Regions from separate parts of the Mus musculus genome. Here region 2 is linked to region 1. The links are chromatin contacts, called in public promoter capture Hi-C maps. All regions are on one chromosome and are shown on one strand. Each heading gives the region's core, a stretch centred on a gene start, on an enhancer-like site or on the middle of the called end of the contact. The rest is flanking DNA. Distances are from core to core; before and after follow the strand shown. Region 1 overlaps Wdr59 (WD repeat domain 59). Region 2 overlaps Znrf1 (zinc and ring finger 1).

The links. Capture Hi-C pulls out chosen DNA fragments and counts their contacts.
Region 2: a contact with region 1 is called in a promoter capture Hi-C map of pancreatic islet. The contact joins two enhancer-like sites. A contact is called at or near these places in 3 of 15 datasets of contacts at CTCF or cohesin (CD8 T cells, the NIH/3T3 cell line and large pre-B cells), 2 of 115 datasets of contacts at active chromatin or transcription factors (double positive thymocytes and embryonic stem cells) and 3 of 9 other capture datasets (adipose tissue, liver and pancreatic islet).

What each region holds. Positions count from the first base shown.
Region 1 is chr8:111,488,745-111,493,276 of GRCm38.p6, reverse strand. Wdr59 (WD repeat domain 59) reads left to right here. Exons shown (of 26, transcript NM_001170742.1): 9 at 505-582; 10 at 2,829-2,985. Among named protein-coding and RNA genes, the nearest start is that of Wdr59, 31 kb to the left of the region's middle. Within about 2 kb of position 1,791, at least 22 of the 459 cell types and tissues checked have an H3K27ac peak or open chromatin away from gene starts, as enhancers often do. A contact at or near this core is called in pancreatic islet, where this site is marked.
Region 2 is chr8:111,593,454-111,597,985 of GRCm38.p6, reverse strand. The region is part of intron 1 of Znrf1 (zinc and ring finger 1); the gene reads right to left. Among named protein-coding and RNA genes, the nearest start is that of Ldhd, 35 kb to the left of the region's middle. Within about 2 kb of position 2,350, at least 177 of the 459 cell types and tissues checked have an H3K27ac peak or open chromatin away from gene starts, as enhancers often do. A contact at or near this core is called in pancreatic islet, where this site is marked.

The DNA of each region.
Region 1 (4,532 bases), core at 542-3,041:
GATTGTGTAAGATTAAAAAGAAAAGTTTTAAATGTCTGTCTGATGGCCGTGAGTTGTCGCCTAGTGTTAAATTGCTTTTAGATGTAATGTAGGATCAAACCCGTTATTTTACCTTTTAGCTACAGTGGTTATTTGAGAGGCAGTTGCTCTGCCCTGTGTGTCCTGTTGAGGTCTAGAAATCCTCATGCGATGTTGACTAGTGTAAATGGAAGGGCTCTCTGCGTGTCTGACAGTACCGTGGTTATAGGGGAGGAACTGAAAACACACTATTGAAGTATTTCTTCGGCCATCACTGGAAAGAGAGGCTCATTGGACATACAAACTTTATATGCCCCAGTACAGGGGAACGCCAGGGCCAAAAAAAATGGGAATGGGTGGGTAGGGAAGTGGGGGGGAGGGTATGGGGGACTTTTGGGATAGCATTGGCAAATGTAAATGAGGAAAATACCTAATTAAAAGAAAAAAACCCGGCATTTATCATTTCTCAAACGTTCTTTCTTGTAGTTCTGGGATTACCGCCAGCCTCGGAAATACCTCAATATCCTCCCTTGCCAGGTGCCTGTCTGGAAAGCCAGATACACGGTGAGTGAGCTGTTAAACCTCTTGTCTGGAGTGTGCGTTTTTCTGCTTTCTTTGTGAGGCAGTTTCTCCTTCTGTCTTGGTTTACAGTAGTGGCCTTAGGTGCTTAGCCTCCGGGGTGCTCAATAGGTGCTCCACAGAGAAGCAGGCGTGTGGAGGTTCTTAGTCACGGAAGTAGCTCAGCAGGGTAGGATGGAGAGAGGGGCCAGAGTCGGACACTGCTGAGCTATAGGAGAAAGAACTCTGGTGTAGACTCAGAGGACCTGGTTTGGGGCCAGCTTAATGTTTTTGTAGCCTTGGAAAACATACTTCTTTTTTTTTTGTTTGTTTTTTGTTTTTTGTTTTTTTTTTTTTCTTTTTTCGAGACAGGGTTTCTCTGTATAGCCCCAGCTGTCCTGGAACTCATTTTGTAGACCAGGCTGGCCTCAAACTCAGAAATCAGCCTGCCTCTGCCTCCCAAGTGCTGGGATTAAAGGAATGTGCCACCACCACCCAACATACTTCATCTTAAGTAGTAGTTTTTTTTCAGTTGCAAAGTTGAAGGACACTTTTCACTCTGCCCTTTATATTTTTTAAAAGGATTTTGTGTTTATTTATCTCTGTGTGTGTACCATGCATGTCAGTGTCCATAGGCTAGAAGAGAGTGTTGGAGCCCCTGGAGCTGAGTTACCTGCAGTTACAAATCTGCCAACATGGGTGCTGGGAGTGGAACTTGGGTTGTCTGGAAGGGCAACAATTATTCTTAACTGCTGAGCCATCATCCCAGCTCAAAGATTTTATTGTTATTTTTTTCATATGTGTGTACATACCATGGGAGTGCAGGTACTCACAGAGGTTAGAAGAGGGCGTCATATCCCTTGGAGCTGGAGGAGGTTGTGGGTTGCCTGCAGTGGATGCTGGGAATGGAACTTGGGTTCTCTGGAAGAGCAGCATCTTAATTGCTGCTGTCTGTTCTGGCCTCCAACCTTCCTTTTACTATTGTGATAATATTTGCCATTCTAAAGTGGACAGTTTCATGGCATTTGGAATATCAATCTGCCTTCCATTGGTAATAATGTATATGAATGTCCTTTGTAAATCACAGAATGGTACAAATAGCCGGTTATCCGCCTCCAGCCATGTTTCCATGGCACGTTGATGGCTGTGAGTCAGAGATAAGTGTATCTCCTGTAATGTCACTTTGAAAGCAATCCCCGGGATGAACAAAGCAGCAGTTATGCATTAGGCTGTCACCCAGGGACATTGGGAAGCAAAGAAGATAATTGGACATTATGTTGTTTTGCATCTGGGATCACTTGCCAAGAAATGAGACGCAGTTCTTAGGAGCTGACATCTCTGCATTCATGTTTGCTTTAAAAAATAAACAGGAAGGTTGGGGAGTGTTATGGGGAGGGGACGGAAAGATAAATAGATGTGCTCTTGTGTAACTATGTGTTTTTCCTTCAATAACAGTCGGGTTGTAAACCAAACGGGTCCTCATTTCCCCTGCAGTCTGGGTTTTACTAAGTCAAACAGCAGTCCTGGGGTAACTAAGTTCTGCTTTGATTCCGTGCTGCTCGGAGGCAGTGAGAGGGTGATGTTTCATGTGGATGGTGTTCTGCTGGCCCGTCTGCCTGCAGATTTTCCCAGCCAGCTTTGCATACTCACGGAGAGTAGCTAGGACATGGACCAGAAAGAACCATTTGCTTACGGTAGAATTTCCAGAGTTATCCAAGCATTTGGCTTAGCCTCATATTTCATTTGCTGTGTTCCATAGAGGCTGTGTGTAATAGACATCATATGATATTTGACAAAATTTTCCCCAGATGAGTTTGAGCTTTCCATAATTTTTTTTTAAAGATAGGTTCTAAGCTGGGCAGTGGTGCCACACATTTAATCCTGGCACTCAGAAGGCAGAGGCAGGTGGATCTCTGAGTTCGAGGCCAGCCTGCTCTACAGAGTGAGTTTGAGGACAGCCAGGGCTACACAGAAAGACCCTGTCTCGTAAACTTAAAACAAAACAAAAAAAGGATAGGTTCTTCCTGTGTAGCCATGGCTATCCTGGCCTGTAATTTGAGATGTCGACCAGGCTAGCCTCAAAGGTGTGGCAATTCTCTTGCCTCTGCTTTCTCAGTGCTGGCATTACAGGCCCGAGCCACCATGCCTGGTGTCTATCATGTAGCTTGATTTAGTTAGGAACAGTTCCAGCTTTGGTTTGGTTTCGGCTGATTCCACATGGAGTAAGCCCAGCTTCCCCTTCCTGGCTGCAGCCTTTCAGCAACGGGCTAGTGACCGTGATGGTTCCCCAGCTGCGGAGGGAGAACAGCCTGCTCCTGTGGAACGCGTCTGACTTGAACGCTCCAGTTCACACCTTTGTGGGTCATGATGACGTGGTGCTGGAGTTCCAGTGGAGGAGGCAGAAGGAAGGTGAGTGAGTAGGGAGGGCTGTGCTCTGATTTTCTCCTGAGCTCTGCTGGACATCTCTGCCAGTCATGTTGTCATAGTGAACTAGCAGACCAGGGCTGGCTCTAGGGACTGGAATGGAAGGCAGGCAGGGAGGGAGGGCTGTGTTGAATTAGAGATGAATAAACAGAGTGTGCAACATTTTCCCTCTCCCTAGTTCTGTTCTCCAACTTCCATTGTGTCTCTCTTGCTTGGAAGAGATCCGCTCCAGGAAGAGGTTGAAGAGGTGGTTTTTATTTTGGTTTGTTTTTTTAATCATTTCAAGGGCCAAAGACTTTAGAATCTTCCAGAGCCAAGCCATAACAATAGCAATTTTTAAAAAAAGATTTATTTATTAATTTATTTTATGTATGTATACGAGTACACTGTAGCTATCTTTAGACACACCAGAAGAGGGCATCAGATCCCATTACAGATGGCTGTGAGGCACCATGTGGTTGCTGGGAATTGAACTCAGGACCTCTGGAAGAGCAGTCACTGCTCTTAACTGCTGAGCTGTCTCTCCAGCCCACAATAGCAATTTTTTTTTCTTTTTTTTAAAATATTTTTATTAGGTATTTTCCTCATTTACATTTCCAATGCTATCCCAAAAAGTCCCCCATACCCTCCCCCCCCACTCCCCTACCCACCCACTCCCACTTTTTAGCCCTGGCATTCCCCTGTAGTGGGGCATATAAAGTTTGCAAGTCCAATGGGCCTCTCTTTCCAGTGATGGCCGACTAGGCCATCTTTTGATACATATGCAGCTAGACTCAAGAGCTCAGGGGTACTGGTTAGTTCATATTGTTGTTCCACCTATAGGGTTGCAGATCCCTTTAGCTCCTTGGGTACTTTCTCTAGCTCCTCCATTGGGGGCCCTGTGATCCATCCAATAGCTGACTGTGAGCATCCACTTCTGTGTTTGCTAGGCCCCGGCATAGTCTCACAAGAGAGAGCTCTAACTGGGTCCTTTCAGCAAAATCTTGCTAGTGTGTGCAATGGTGTCAGCACAATAGCAATTTTTACTGTGGGGGTTGCTGATGCCTTTAATCCCAGCACTCAGGAGACAGAAGCAGACCATGTCTGAGTTCGAGGCCAGCCTGGTCTACAGAGCCAGTTCCAGAACAGCCAGGGCTACACAGAGAAACCCTGTCTTGAAAGCAAACAAACAACAATCCTCCCCGAAAAAACCCCAAAACTCATAAAACCTTAACAAACCAATAGCAGTTTTCCACCTACCCTCTTCCTCTCCTCCTTGCCTTCTTCTCTGACTACTCAGTCTGTCTGTCTGTCTGTCTGTCTGTCTGTCTGTCTGTCTGTTGGTTCTGGAGATTAAACCTAGGACTTGCTGCTAAGGTATACCCCTGGCTTTCACTACCAATTTGTGAATCCCTAAAGCTGGTTTGAATTTGTATGTTTTTGAGCTTTCCACAAATTTAATTATTCTGACTGTATGCTTAAATTCGACCTTCTTCCCGACCTACTGTTGCTTTGGTATATTTTTACTATCATGTCTTCTCAGTGCGTTTTTG
Region 2 (4,532 bases), core at 1,101-3,600, 100 kb before region 1:
CATAAGAAACAATGAACATTTGGATTCCTGCGTGACTTTAGCCCTGGCCCCTTCTCATCAGCACATCCTCCGCTCGGCTGCACTTACACCCTGGAGTACATGGAGGCAGACACTCAGGATATAGTTCCCAAGGCCACACTGGGTTTTGAAATGGCACCTAAAGAGAAAAACACAGGATGGAAGAGGGAGGGAGTGCCAGCCTCACAGCCTTATTGCTTTCCTGTCACCCACAGCTACATGGAAATATCCTAGTGTTTTTTGAGGTATTGACTAAAGGGTCAAAAGAAATTTCCTAGAGAGTCCCTGGGTATAGCACAAACAAAAAGAGCCTCCAATTCTAAGATCCCTAAAATAGCACATGATCTCTACCAGGGTGTGCAAGGCATAGTATTCATTGTTTCTCCTCTGGCTCAGATTACTTGACTCTGGGAGATAAGAATGAGGAAGTTGAGGGTGGGAATAAGGAGACTGGTGGAAAAGACTCCAACATGTTAGTGGGAACATGAGGATACCTCATAAATCTTTCCTGTGACAACAGAGCCAAGGTTAAGAAAGCCAAGGCCCTCCTACTGAAAGCAAGCAATCTGTAACAGAAAGTTACATCACGGACAAGCACAAGGCAGCAGACAAATTATGTCCTATGCAGTCTGTGTTCTGGACCTTTCCCTCATAAATGCCTATGAGATGAGAGAACCACAAACTGCAAACTCCTTCTTCACTTTGACATTTTGCCTTGAGGACTATTTTTATATTGGTTTTAACATTTCCTTATTTCCAGTCAGCACACCAATTTCCCAGAAGATTGGCTTCAGAAACATAAATATTGACAAATACTGCTTATTGAAATATGTGGCAAGAATTAAAAAGCACCCATCCAGACAGACAGACAGATCTCGACTCAGCACCAGTGCTCAGATGCTTTCTCTCTGTTCAAGAGAAATGAAGCCAGCATCAGGCACATCACCTCCCGACTCGAGGCTGTACGCCTTTAATCCCAGTACTTGAGGCTAAGGCAAGTTCCAGGTCAGACAGGGTTACAGAGTGAGACCCTGTCTCAGAAAAGAAGGCAAAGCGGAATAATTGGGATTCTTTGGTCCTGCTGAAAATTATCTGGGCTCTCGCAGTCCATTTGGGTTGCTATGACTAAATACTGTGGACCACCAGTAGCTTAAAGAGCAAATATTTATTTCTCACAGTTCTATTGACTTTCAAGCCAAAGATACAAGGTGCTAGCAGATGTAGTGTTTTACTCCTGGCCTGTAGGCAACAGCCTTCTTGTTGTGTCCTAACATGGTAGAGAGTGCTGGTGACTCTGTCTCGTCTAAAAGCACAACTCCATGATCAAGACTCCATTGTAACAACCTTATCTAAAGCCAAGCACCTCCCACAGACCCCACCGCTTACACCACACCAGATGACGGGATTCCAGAGAGGACTTGGAGTATAATCTTTACACCCACAGAGTACATTCTATTCTCTAGGTACCAATGAAAACATAACTGCTGGCCAAACTCAGGATGGGCATTAAATCAGTCAGTCTGTCCATTCACATTTACTCTATATTGAACAGTAGGATACACAGCAGAGAATTAAATATAATTTCTACTCTTGGTGAATCAATGGGTGTCCTTAGGGAACTGAACAGAAATGTCCACAGTGGATTAGGCTTATCTGGTGAATAGACCTTATACATAGATTCTTGGGACTCTTGGGATGGGCTCAGGATCCATCCGTTTCCAGAAGCACTACGCCAAGTTCTCATGGAACCGTATGAAGGAGGACCAACCGTGTACTACTGCACAGAGCTAACCAACTACAGGTATGTGCACCCACTGCTGGAGTTTACCCCGGCAGAGGCTGCCTTCAACTTCTCAGTTCCAGCAACTGCTGAAACCAGGGCGAGGGGTAAGTAGGACAGGGAAGTGCGCGCGCCGCAGAATGTCGGTTAAGAGCCCGCTGTCTGCAGACTGCTTCCTGCCTGCCACAGATAACAATCGCATGTGCCTGTGTACAGATCTCTACCAGACAGTGGTGTGTTTGTGAAGGGAACTGTTGCGGTTGGTCCCCGGGCAGGCTGAACCAATCCCATTAGGCTAGAGCAACCTGCAGCCTCTCATTCTTCCTGTCAACAAGAGCAGGTGGAGGGGCCCTTCTAGAGGTGCCCAGGGTGCAGCCAGCAGAGATGACCTAAGCTTACTACTCTTAATGGGCTGGCAAGGGTCCCAACAACCACTTTCAGAGCAAAAGGGACTATTTTTGGAGGTTGAAAGGGGAACGGAGTGGGGGTGGTGAGAGAAGATATAGGTATCAAACCCAGAGCCTTGTGTATAGAAAATGCTCTCCCATTGGGCTAAATCCCCAGCTTCACAATCTCCATAGCTCCTTTGGGGGGACTACAGCCACTGTGGCAGTCTAAAAAATATCTTAGAAATCTCTTCTATTATGGAAATCTTCAAACAAAAAATAGAATGAGCTTCCAAGTACTAGCCGCCTAGCCTCAACAATGACCAACTCCGGGACAGGCCCATCTCATGCTTGCCTGAGGTATACATATCTTGGTTTGCTAGGACAATCTGGTTATGGATTGCTATCCTAGTGCAATGAATAGTTCTCTCCTTTAGTCTTAGATGTGTCTAAATCTGGATGGCAAATTTTACACTGTTCACCATAGCTACTTTCCCTGCCCCAGATTATTTTGAAGTAAATCCTAGACATGAGTCCACCATAAATGTTCCATTAAACTTAGAGCATTGTGCTCTTTCTTCTAGATAGTCATGCTGTGCTGTTCTTGTCTCCCAGCAGGAAGGAAAGAATGGGCAGATTTGGTGTATGCTGGCATGTAGACTCTTGATACCCATCCTGTGGCCTGTCTGCCTGTTTCCAGCTTATGGACGAGACTGGCACACGCAGACAGAAGCCAAGTGTGTGCCCAGATCAGCATGTTCACTCTATATTTGGCCACTGTACCTACTGCCTCCATACAGGACTCAGAAACAAGTTACAAACTCAGGACAGGAGAGTGAATCTCTACAATTAACAGAAGGAACAGCGGGCATTTGAACAGTTCAAAGTAGGTCAAAACAGTAAAACCTACAAGAGAATAAAATCCCAGCCTTTCTTGCTATCACTGCAAAATTCCAGATCTAGGGTAAAGTTGGGACATCTGAAGTAACCATACAGGAAACCAGGGGGAAATGGGACACAGTGACATCTGAGTCCTTAGAAGAGGTCCCACAAAGGTCTATATGACCTAGCAACGTCACTTCTGGGTTATTTCTCAGACACAGTGGATGTTTGTCACAGCACACTGTAGGACATCCCAGAACAGCACCATGGGAGACCATGGTTGGTGCAACAGAGAACATGCACACTGAGACAGTACAAGAGTTCCCAAGCAAGCAGACACAAACAATGGACTCAATACACATACAGTGGCAGATCTAAAAACAAAGGCCAAGGAACAAGAACTCTCTCTCTCTCTCTCTCTCTCTCTCTCTCTCTCTCTCTCTCTCACACACACACACACACACACACACACACACACACACACACACAGGGGGGGGGAGAGGGAGGGAGGAAGGAAGGCAGGCAGGAAGGAAATAAAAATGCATCTATACACAACTATTTTAAGTCTTGGGGGCTGGAGAGATGACACAGTGGCTAAGATCACTGCTCTTACAGAGGATCTGGGTTTGATACCCAGCACCCGAATGGCAGCTCACAGCCATCTCTAGCTCTAGTTCCAGGGCCTCTGACACCCTCTTCTGGTGTCTGTGGGCCCTTAAGCCACCTTCACAGCTCCCTCAATTTAAAAAAATACTTTCTTTTACCCAACAAGATAGGATCTGAGGGGTAGGGTCAGGAGCACTGAAAAAAGATGCCTCACTTCTTCCTGTAAGTCACAGCAAGGTGGTCTTCTTGCAGTTCACACACGGGAATGGTGTGACTAGTGGCTTATGTGGCAATCACTGGACTTAACATAGCTTCTGCATCTCAGTGTAAAAGCAGAGGGACTCAGATGGAGCCCCTTCAGCCCTCTTCACTGCAATTCCTCCCATCACAACGAGGGCCTAGGACTGCTGCGCACTGGGCCATCTACTTCCATCTACTTCCAGTTAAAGGACTCTGTTATGTTTACATTTCTAACCTATAGAAGAGAAAAGACAATCCAAAGTTGCATCCTGTTTTAACACTTCACTGGCTACAGGAGTTCCTATGTGTTTGGTACACAGATCACTGTCTCTAGCATGCAGACACCAAAATCTAGGTCCATTTTCTCCACTCCACTGTAGCTTACTACATGCCAGACTCAGGGAAGGAAAGACACTGAACAGCACACAGGGGAGGAAAGAGCTGCTTTATGGAGCTCCAGCTCTTGATAGGGCACAAGAAAACAATTAAAAGGCAAAGCACGCCTCACTGCCTGAATTATAATAGGGCCAGGACAAGGTGCTAGCACAAGGAGTGGGGCTACACTGAACTTTGGGGCTAGGATCGTGGTAATATAGGAAAGACATCATTAAAAAGAAGGG